2 separate regions of the Mus musculus genome follow, and region 1 is linked to region 2. The links are chromatin contacts, called in public HiChIP or PLAC-seq maps. All regions are on one chromosome and are shown on one strand. Each heading gives the region's core, a stretch centred on a gene start, on an enhancer-like site or on the middle of the called end of the contact. The rest is flanking DNA. Distances are from core to core; before and after follow the strand shown. Region 1 overlaps Sergef (secretion regulating guanine nucleotide exchange factor). Region 2 holds the start of Kcnc1 (potassium voltage gated channel, Shaw-related subfamily, member 1).

Region 1 (3,712 bases), core at 1,059-3,558, 58 kb after region 2:
TTTTAAAAAAAAAGTCTGTTGATTGTCTGAGGCATACGTCTCTGAAAAACTCCCTTTCCCTGAAAAACCAGTTAAGAGAGTGTGTATATGAGTGTGCGTGTGCGCAGTTGCATGGTGTGCACGGTCACAGAACAATGTGTGGAGGTCACAGAAGAACTTTAGGAGCTGACTCTTTCCTCCACTTCTCTGTGGGTTCTGGAATTGAGCTCAGGTCTCCAGGCTCTGGGGCGAATGCCTTACCCACTGCACCAGCTCCCCAGACCCTTCCTCTTTCTTTACCTAATGTTTTAAAATCAATTCCAATGAAGGCAGACATCTAACACTGTCACAGCAGTGCAGTGCTAAACCTAAAGGCTGGCGTCAGATCCAAGGCTTGCTTTACACTTGCTTGGTAGATGGGGCTGGGTAAGTCATGGTCTCTCATGGTCTCTGTTCTAGCACCTGAAGACAGAACGAATCAGCTTCAGTGGCCCCAAGTGACTCTCCAGCTCTGCTGAGCTCTGTCTCCTGAAAACAGTGTGCTATTGCCATACTCAGGCGTGCATCCTCAGCCCAGCGGCACATGCAGCCATGTTGACTTAGAGATGGCTCCTGGGAAAATGCCCCTCACCTGTCACTCAAAATGTCAGACCCTCCAGGCACCATCAGCCCCAGCACACACTTGAAGCAGGATGGTAGCACACGAGCACCTCCAGGAGAATGGCTGCCAGCTTGTAAGTGATGGGGCATCATGATCCAATACAAGATGCTCTGAGGCTAAGCTCACATGCTTTATCTCACTGGGATCATTTGAAAAGAGCTACACATACCAAAGCCTTCCTTCCTGGGGAGGACCAACAGAGGTATGATCAGAAGATGAGAACAAGGCCTTCTCCAGACTCCCTACTGTGTGGGTTAAGACAGGAAGTGCCCTGTGATAAAGATGCAGAGACTTTATCCACTGAATAAGCCATTCTTGCTGCTGACAGTTTCAGGGCCTATTCACTTCAAGAGAGCGAACGGAAATCCTTTGCTGATCATAAAGTTAGGTTTTAGGGACTATGAATGCCGGCTGTTCCCACAGGGAGGAAAGGAGCTACGTTCCTTCACGGAGGTCCACGGTTGACATCCTAGGCCATGGAGCATCTAACAAAGGGACCAGACTTTACTGGGCAAGCCGAGCTTCAGGACAGACTCAGCCTGACAGGGCCCCAGCCCTGCACGCAGTGTCGATGCTACGAACACCAGACAGGAGTGTGTAGCCACCAATGTGGATGACTCCTTTCCATCACAAGAGCATCCAGCCAGGCAAAGATATCCACCTGATAGCAACTCCACATAAAGTGCTATTTCAGTGCCTCGTATGAGCAAAGGAGAAAGGTGTAGAGGGGAATGAGTCTCGTTTTTAAGGAAAGTAACTAACGCTTAATGATACTCCACACTAGACTTCTGCTCTGACATCTCACTACCCTAAGAACCTAGGGTAAGGATGTCCGATCTGAGTTCATTTCACCCTGAAGAAGAAGAAGAAGAAGAAGAAGAAGAAGAAGAAGAAGAAGAAGAAGAAGAAGAAGAAGAAGAAGAAGAAGAAGAAGAAGAAGAAGAAGAAGAAGGTGGGGCTTAGTTGAGGCTTAGGCTCACCTCCAAGCAGTGGGAAAGCCAGGAAACAATCGAGGCTCAGCCTGCCTGGATCCTGAGTTCTTAACCTGTGTCTCACGGCTTCTGGATCCCTGCCTGACCTAGACTAAGCATTTTCTCTCTGCATCCCCACAGAGGAAGAGTAGAGCTTCAAGGAAGCTAGGGAGCGCTGGAGTGATAACATACAACAGGGAACAGAGACAGGAGGGGAGGAACGCCCACTCAAAGGAAGGCATGTGTGTCCAGAAGCTCAGGTGGGGAAGGCATCAGAATATAACAATGAAGATACAATGAAGGTAAGGTCAGGGTTTGTCAGGCAGAGCTAAAGTGGCAGGTTTCAACAGGGCAAAAGTGACCATGCCTTCTCCATCAGTGTCTGTCCTGCCACCTAGCCAAACTGTCAGCATTGTGCACATGCTCCACAACCAGCCTTTGTTTGTTCTGTGTCCTCAATCTCTTCTGACCTGGCAGCTTTGCCCTCTGCCCCCAGACTGGAGTAGACAGGCTGACTTGAAGAGCCACTTCCTTTGAGACCCTGGCCCCTCCAGTGAATGGTGCCCTGCCTTCATAGCTTGTTCTCTCGGGAGAAGGAGCCGTGGCCCTTTTCCACATGAATCGCTTACAGCAGCAGATGCCACAAGGTTGCCTGGAGAGTCTGGAAATGCCATGTTGCCATGGTAACAGCAGACCAAGGTTGGGGATGCTTTATCCCTGATGGGCTGCCCTGCCCTGCCATGCTGCTGGTGAAATCTTCCACCATGAATAAGAACAGAACAAATCTATTCATGGACAAGGAGATGCCGGACATCTTTGAGGAGGTTCAGTTCCAGCATGCACTCTGGGGGCTACTCACCCAATTCCCTGGCTGATCAAGAGGGCCAGGCTCTGGCTGGCTCTGCTTCGGCTCATGTGGCCTAATAGAGTTTTTAACTGGCTCAGCCAACAAAGCAGGCCTTCCCCCACTCCAGCCCCCAAATTACCACTTCTCTTATTTGATGCCGCCAACTGGGGATCTGCCGGTGTGGACCCTGGCAATTAGCACAGCACCCGCATTTGTTGGGAAATTAAGAGCCACTGATTAGCCTAATTCTACGCCATTTACAGGCAGTGAGTGTCAGGCTGAGATCGGCTTTTCCAAATGGTGGCCCGGAGGGTGGCATGTTCACAGCGTGAGTTTGAAATGGAATCAAGGGCCTGGGGAGCCAGACTGCAAAGAAGTAGAGGCAGATCCTTCACCTCCTGTCACCACTGTCCTGTGGCTGGTTCTCTGCTACTTTGTGGATTCTTCTTTTTCCCACCCTTTGTCCCTCCCAGATTTACCCCTATCACTGGATAAGAGAGAAAGGATAGGGGGAAAGAGATAGAACTTTGAGTCTAACTTCTTTCTTCATGTCCTTTCTTTACTTGTAGCTGCTGGTCTTTGCTAATTCGTGTGTTCTTTTTCCCACTCTTTATTCCTCCCCTCCCTGAGGAGGGGGAGATAGAGAGAGGTAGAAAGATCTGAATCCAATTTCTTCTTTTCCTTTGAGCATGACTACTAACAAACCACAATTAATCCCCCCGCCAAATGACCAACAACCACTGACCCCGCCTCTCAGGGCCCTAGCATTTATATTCATTTACTCTCTGAAAAAAATCCCTGAATTCCAGATGTCACACAGATGCAGAAATGATCTGCAGCTGGCAAAGTCGCACCTCTGTTAGAGCTTGAGGCAAATCATAGTCATCTGCTGCAGTCAGTCCAAAGCAGCCCCATTTCCCCACACCTGGCATGAAAACAAAAACACATTCTTGTGTTTTAAAGGAAACCAAAGTTCCAGAATTCTCCCTTCATGGTCTCCCCTAACTCTGCTCACTGAAGAATGGAAGATCAGAAGAAGATGTTTCTAGAGTGAGGTTACACTCCCAAATCATACTGACCCAGAAAGGGAACCTATTTCCCTATGAGACACTCCAGGCTGAGTTCTGCTCTGGAGCAGCAATAGGACCTCTGTGCTTTGGACTAGAGGAGTATGAGCCTAGAAGCCAAAGGGAAGCTCAAAGTAAGAGATCAGGACCCTGACTCTGTTTCTACTCCCTTGACCTTCTGCCAACT
Region 2 (3,708 bases), core at 888-3,387:
TTTTTCTGGCACATCCTCCAGAGTTAGAGTCTTCGGTACCCAACTTTCTCCACCGGAAGATTTTTCTCTGTCCCTCCAAGACCTGATCTTTTCTCCGTCTGCTTTCTCCCATGCCCAGGTCCCACCATAGTGCCCACTGCTCCTCACCATGGAGTAGAGTCTGACTGGAGCTTAGTGCCTACCTCTCAGAGGTTCTTGGTAAGTCCTCACTCAAGACTCAGTCTCAGTTAAAGAGTCTAGACATCTGGAGCCTCTAAAGCCAGGACTCTAGGGTCCCAGCCGGTTTCCTTTTGCGAATCACTTCGACTTCAGTGAGGGGCTTCCCTGTCTAGGGCTCTGTGGAAAGAAGCTCTGGAGGCACACGCAGTCCTTTGATAAAGAGAGCTGAACTAGAGAGACATTTGGAGAGCCAAGCTCTGCTCCTATGTGGCTTTGCAGACAGGGAAGAGGGGGCAGCCTGAGCCCCTGTGGCTGGCTCCTCAGGTTTCCTGAGGAAGAGTCTAGGGAAGCCCCTTTGTCGGTCTGCCTCTTGACCGTTCACAGCTGAGATTGTACATGTCCTTGTCTCTGCATGCCTCTTTTTAAAAAAAATCTCACTTCCGGGGTCTCTATTAATCTTAGGATTGGGCTGAGCATCCTGAAAGCCACTGTCCTAGGGATCTGAATCAGGGCCAGGCTGGAGGTGCATCACTCTGGACCAGGAGATGGGACAGACTCTGGCCAGAGAGAGAAGGGCACTGAAAGCCATCTATCCTGCCTCACTCTGAGACCAAAGGGAATGGCTGTCTGGAGGAACGCTGTGATTAGTTTCTGGAGGGAAGAGGTCTCCTCAGACTTTTCTCCTCTTTGTCTGTCCATCTCTGCCCCTTTCTGATAACTCTGCCTCTCTGCCTCCCGCCTCTCACCCCCTCTCTACCTCCCCGCACTTTCCCCCTGTGACATGAAGATCTGTTTTAATTAGTGCTGTGATTCCCACGATCAGGTGGGGAGATAGGTCACAGGTTTGTCCCTAGGCTCGCAACAGTGCCTGGGGGTCAGTATAGACAGACAGCTATCTGCACTGTTAGCCAACAGGTAAGAGTCTCTCGCTTCTTAATTAAATCCCCTGTGCCGGGGCAGCCTGTTCGATTGTAGTGGACAGGAATCAATAAGCATCTTTCATAGCCCAGTGGCCTCTGGAGCTGGGCCTGACCTTCCAGTCCCTCTCAATCCCACCTGCTCACTTCTTTAAAAAGCTGGGAGTCCCTGGAGGTTGAGAGCTGGGTCTGACTTGTCCCGTGTGATTTTTGTACTTGGTAGAGAATCTGGAGCAAGTACGGAATGAGAGCTAATGACTGTTGATTAAATAAACCTAGGGGTGAGTGGCAAGCGTGGGCCAGAAGGACTTTGAAGTTAGAAATACGATCTCTGTCCCCAGCATTAACTTCCAGTATGTAGGGACCACAGCCCTGGACATGCATGGCTCACCACCCAGAGTGCCTGAAGGGGAGCGAGGCCGCCAGTATTCAAGGGGCTGAGCAGTCTTTGTGCATGTTTTCATAAGGTAGTTCAGTTTTCTGGGTAAACTGAGGTCTGTCTGTCATGGTTGTGACTAAGCCACCCTAGAATCAGGAAGGGTTCAAGGCCTGAAAGGGGCCAAAGGGATCAAGAGGGGCTCGGGATTGATCATTAATGGTGAGTTAGGACAGAGGGATGGTGAAAAAGGTATTATTTTACAGTCCCTGTAAGAAGTTATCTCTGAAAGAATCATTGGGCCTTCAGGCTTCCCCGGGAAGGGTCGGTATTAAAAGATTCCTTAAGAGGTCAGTCTCGTCCTGGTCAAGGAATGGCTTGTCTGCTCAGGGTATCAGATGGCTCCTGGGTTAGAAGAGGAGCTGGCCGCCGCCCTTCTCACCTCGGTGTGACGGGGGCGCGGGCCCAGACGTCGCTGGGAGCCTCCGCCCAACAAGTGGAGCTCCCCTAGGGCGGAGCGTCGGCGGGTCCCCACCGAGCAAGAGGCAACGAAGGGCGGGCGCCCCCAGCGCCAGGGTTGAGGGAGGCGGGGTTCGGTGCCGGCCTCGGAGGGGGGCGCAGAATCAGGGCTTTTTAGGACCCAGCGCGGCGCCTCCCTCCGGGGGCGAGTGCGGCTGCGCGCGCCGTGTGCCCGTGTCCGGAGAGCCGCGGGCTGGACGCGGACCGCGCGAACGAGCAAGCGAGCAGGCAGCGGAGCAGCAGCCCGGAGGCAGCAGCGGCGCGGCGGCGGCGGTGGCGGCGGTGGCCGCTCCGCGCCTCGCCTCCCTGGCCTCGCCAGTCTCGCTGCGCCGCGCCCGGACCTGCCACCCCCGCCTACCGGGCCCGACCTCGGCAGCGCCCCTCGCCTCGGCTGCCAGCGCCACCCGCCCTCCTAGAGCAGAGAGCGGAGTGCGGGGCGCAGAGACACCGGAGCCAGTGCCCGCCGGCCCCGCCAAGCAAACCCGGCCGGGAGAACCTTCGCTCGGCCCAGCGCAGCTCCGCAGCCGTCCGGGAGCTGTCCCTTCAGCACCGCCGCGGAAGCCTGAGTCCCAACGCAGCCCAGCGGAACCCCTGACCCAGCCCGAGCGCACAAGGTGCTGCGCTCAGCGGCCGCCCCGCGGGGCAGCACCCTGGTGCCCCTACCCAGGGGACCCGCCATCCCCTCCGGGAGGCGGGGAGAAGGAACGAGGAGGGAGGTCAGGCAGCTTCACCCGCCACCGAGGGGAGTAGGCAGATAGGCAAGGAGAGCCGAAGGGGACCGGTCACGCAGGGAGGAGAGCAAGCCGCATCCGTCCCCACCGCACCGGGAGCGCGCTGCAGCGACCACCGCAGAGCCAAGCGCGGATTTCTCGTAACCCCCTCTTTCCCAGCTGGGGCTGGTCTATCGGTCCGGCCCCCGAAACGGAGCAGCTGACCTTCCCCTAAAAAGCTTTGTGTCGGTTTCTCCATTTTCCCGCTGAGATGATACCGGGAGCCCGGCCCCCCCATCCTCTCTCCCCTCCTCCCGGGCCTCGCCGCTGAGCGCCGCCCCACTCCCTTCCTCCCTCCCTCTTTACCTCCCTCCTCTCTTCCACTGCCTCCTCCGCAGCCAGGCCAGCTCCCTCTCACACTAGGCGCCTTAAAGACCCTAGGGAGCCCGTGCACACACCCCTGGACCCGCACCTGCCTGACAGCTCCCCCTGAGGGAGCTTGGCTCGTTGGTTGGGGTGGGTGGCCAGAGCCGCGGTCCTCTGTGCCCCCCGACGGCTGGGGGGAGGGGGGAAGAGGCCCTGCGCCCCCCTCCCCGTCGCCAACTCCCCCTGGCGGCAGCTCCCATGGGTGTCGCTGGGCCGCGCCATGCCTAAGGGGGCGCCGCGATGGGCCAAGGGGACGAGAGCGAGCGCATCGTGATCAACGTGGGCGGCACGCGCCACCAGACGTACCGCTCGACGCTGCGCACGCTGCCCGGCACGCGGCTTGCCTGGCTGGCAGAGCCGGACGCCCACAGCCACTTCGACTATGACCCGCGTGCCGACGAGTTCTTCTTCGACCGCCACCCGGGCGTCTTCGCTCACATCCTGAACTATTACCGCACCGGCAAGCTTCACTGCCCGGCCGACGTGTGCGGGCCGCTCTACGAGGAGGAGCTGGCCTTCTGGGGCATCGACGAGACGGACGTGGAGCCCTGCTGCTGGATGACCTATCGCCAGCACCGAGACGCTGAGGAGGCGCTGGACA

What was found. HiChIP or PLAC-seq counts read pairs in DNA pulled down with a chosen protein or histone mark.
Region 1: an H3K4me3 HiChIP or PLAC-seq map of embryonic forebrain shows a contact between it and region 2, with 2.4 times the contacts expected there. The contact joins the enhancer-like site here to the promoter of Kcnc1 in region 2. A contact is called at or near these places in 10 of 39 promoter capture datasets (the 3T3-L1 cell line, 3T3-L1-derived adipocytes, the C10 cell line and 6 more), 5 of 484 Hi-C or Micro-C datasets (cerebellar granule neurons, cerebellum, embryonic stem cells and 1 more), 5 of 115 datasets of contacts at active chromatin or transcription factors (CD8 T cells, T-cell acute lymphoblastic leukemia, embryonic forebrain and 2 more) and 2 of 9 other capture datasets (adipose tissue and liver).

What each region holds. Positions count from the first base shown.
Region 1 is chr7:46,451,918-46,455,629 of GRCm38.p6, forward strand. The region is part of intron 10 of Sergef (secretion regulating guanine nucleotide exchange factor); the gene reads right to left. LOC115486521 (a long non-coding RNA gene) reads left to right here. Exons shown (of 2, transcript XR_003946767.1): 2 at 1-3,712. Among named protein-coding and RNA genes, the nearest start is that of Kcnc1, 57 kb to the left of the region's middle. Within about 2 kb of position 2,309, at least 45 of the 459 cell types and tissues checked have an H3K27ac peak or open chromatin away from gene starts, as enhancers often do. A contact at or near this core is called in cerebellar granule neurons, cerebellum, embryonic forebrain and 2 more, where this site is marked.
Region 2 is chr7:46,394,331-46,398,038 of GRCm38.p6, forward strand. It overlaps Kcnc1 (potassium voltage gated channel, Shaw-related subfamily, member 1), which reads left to right and starts at 2,138. Exons shown (of 4, transcript NM_001112739.2): 1 at 2,138-3,708. The coding sequence starts at 3,348.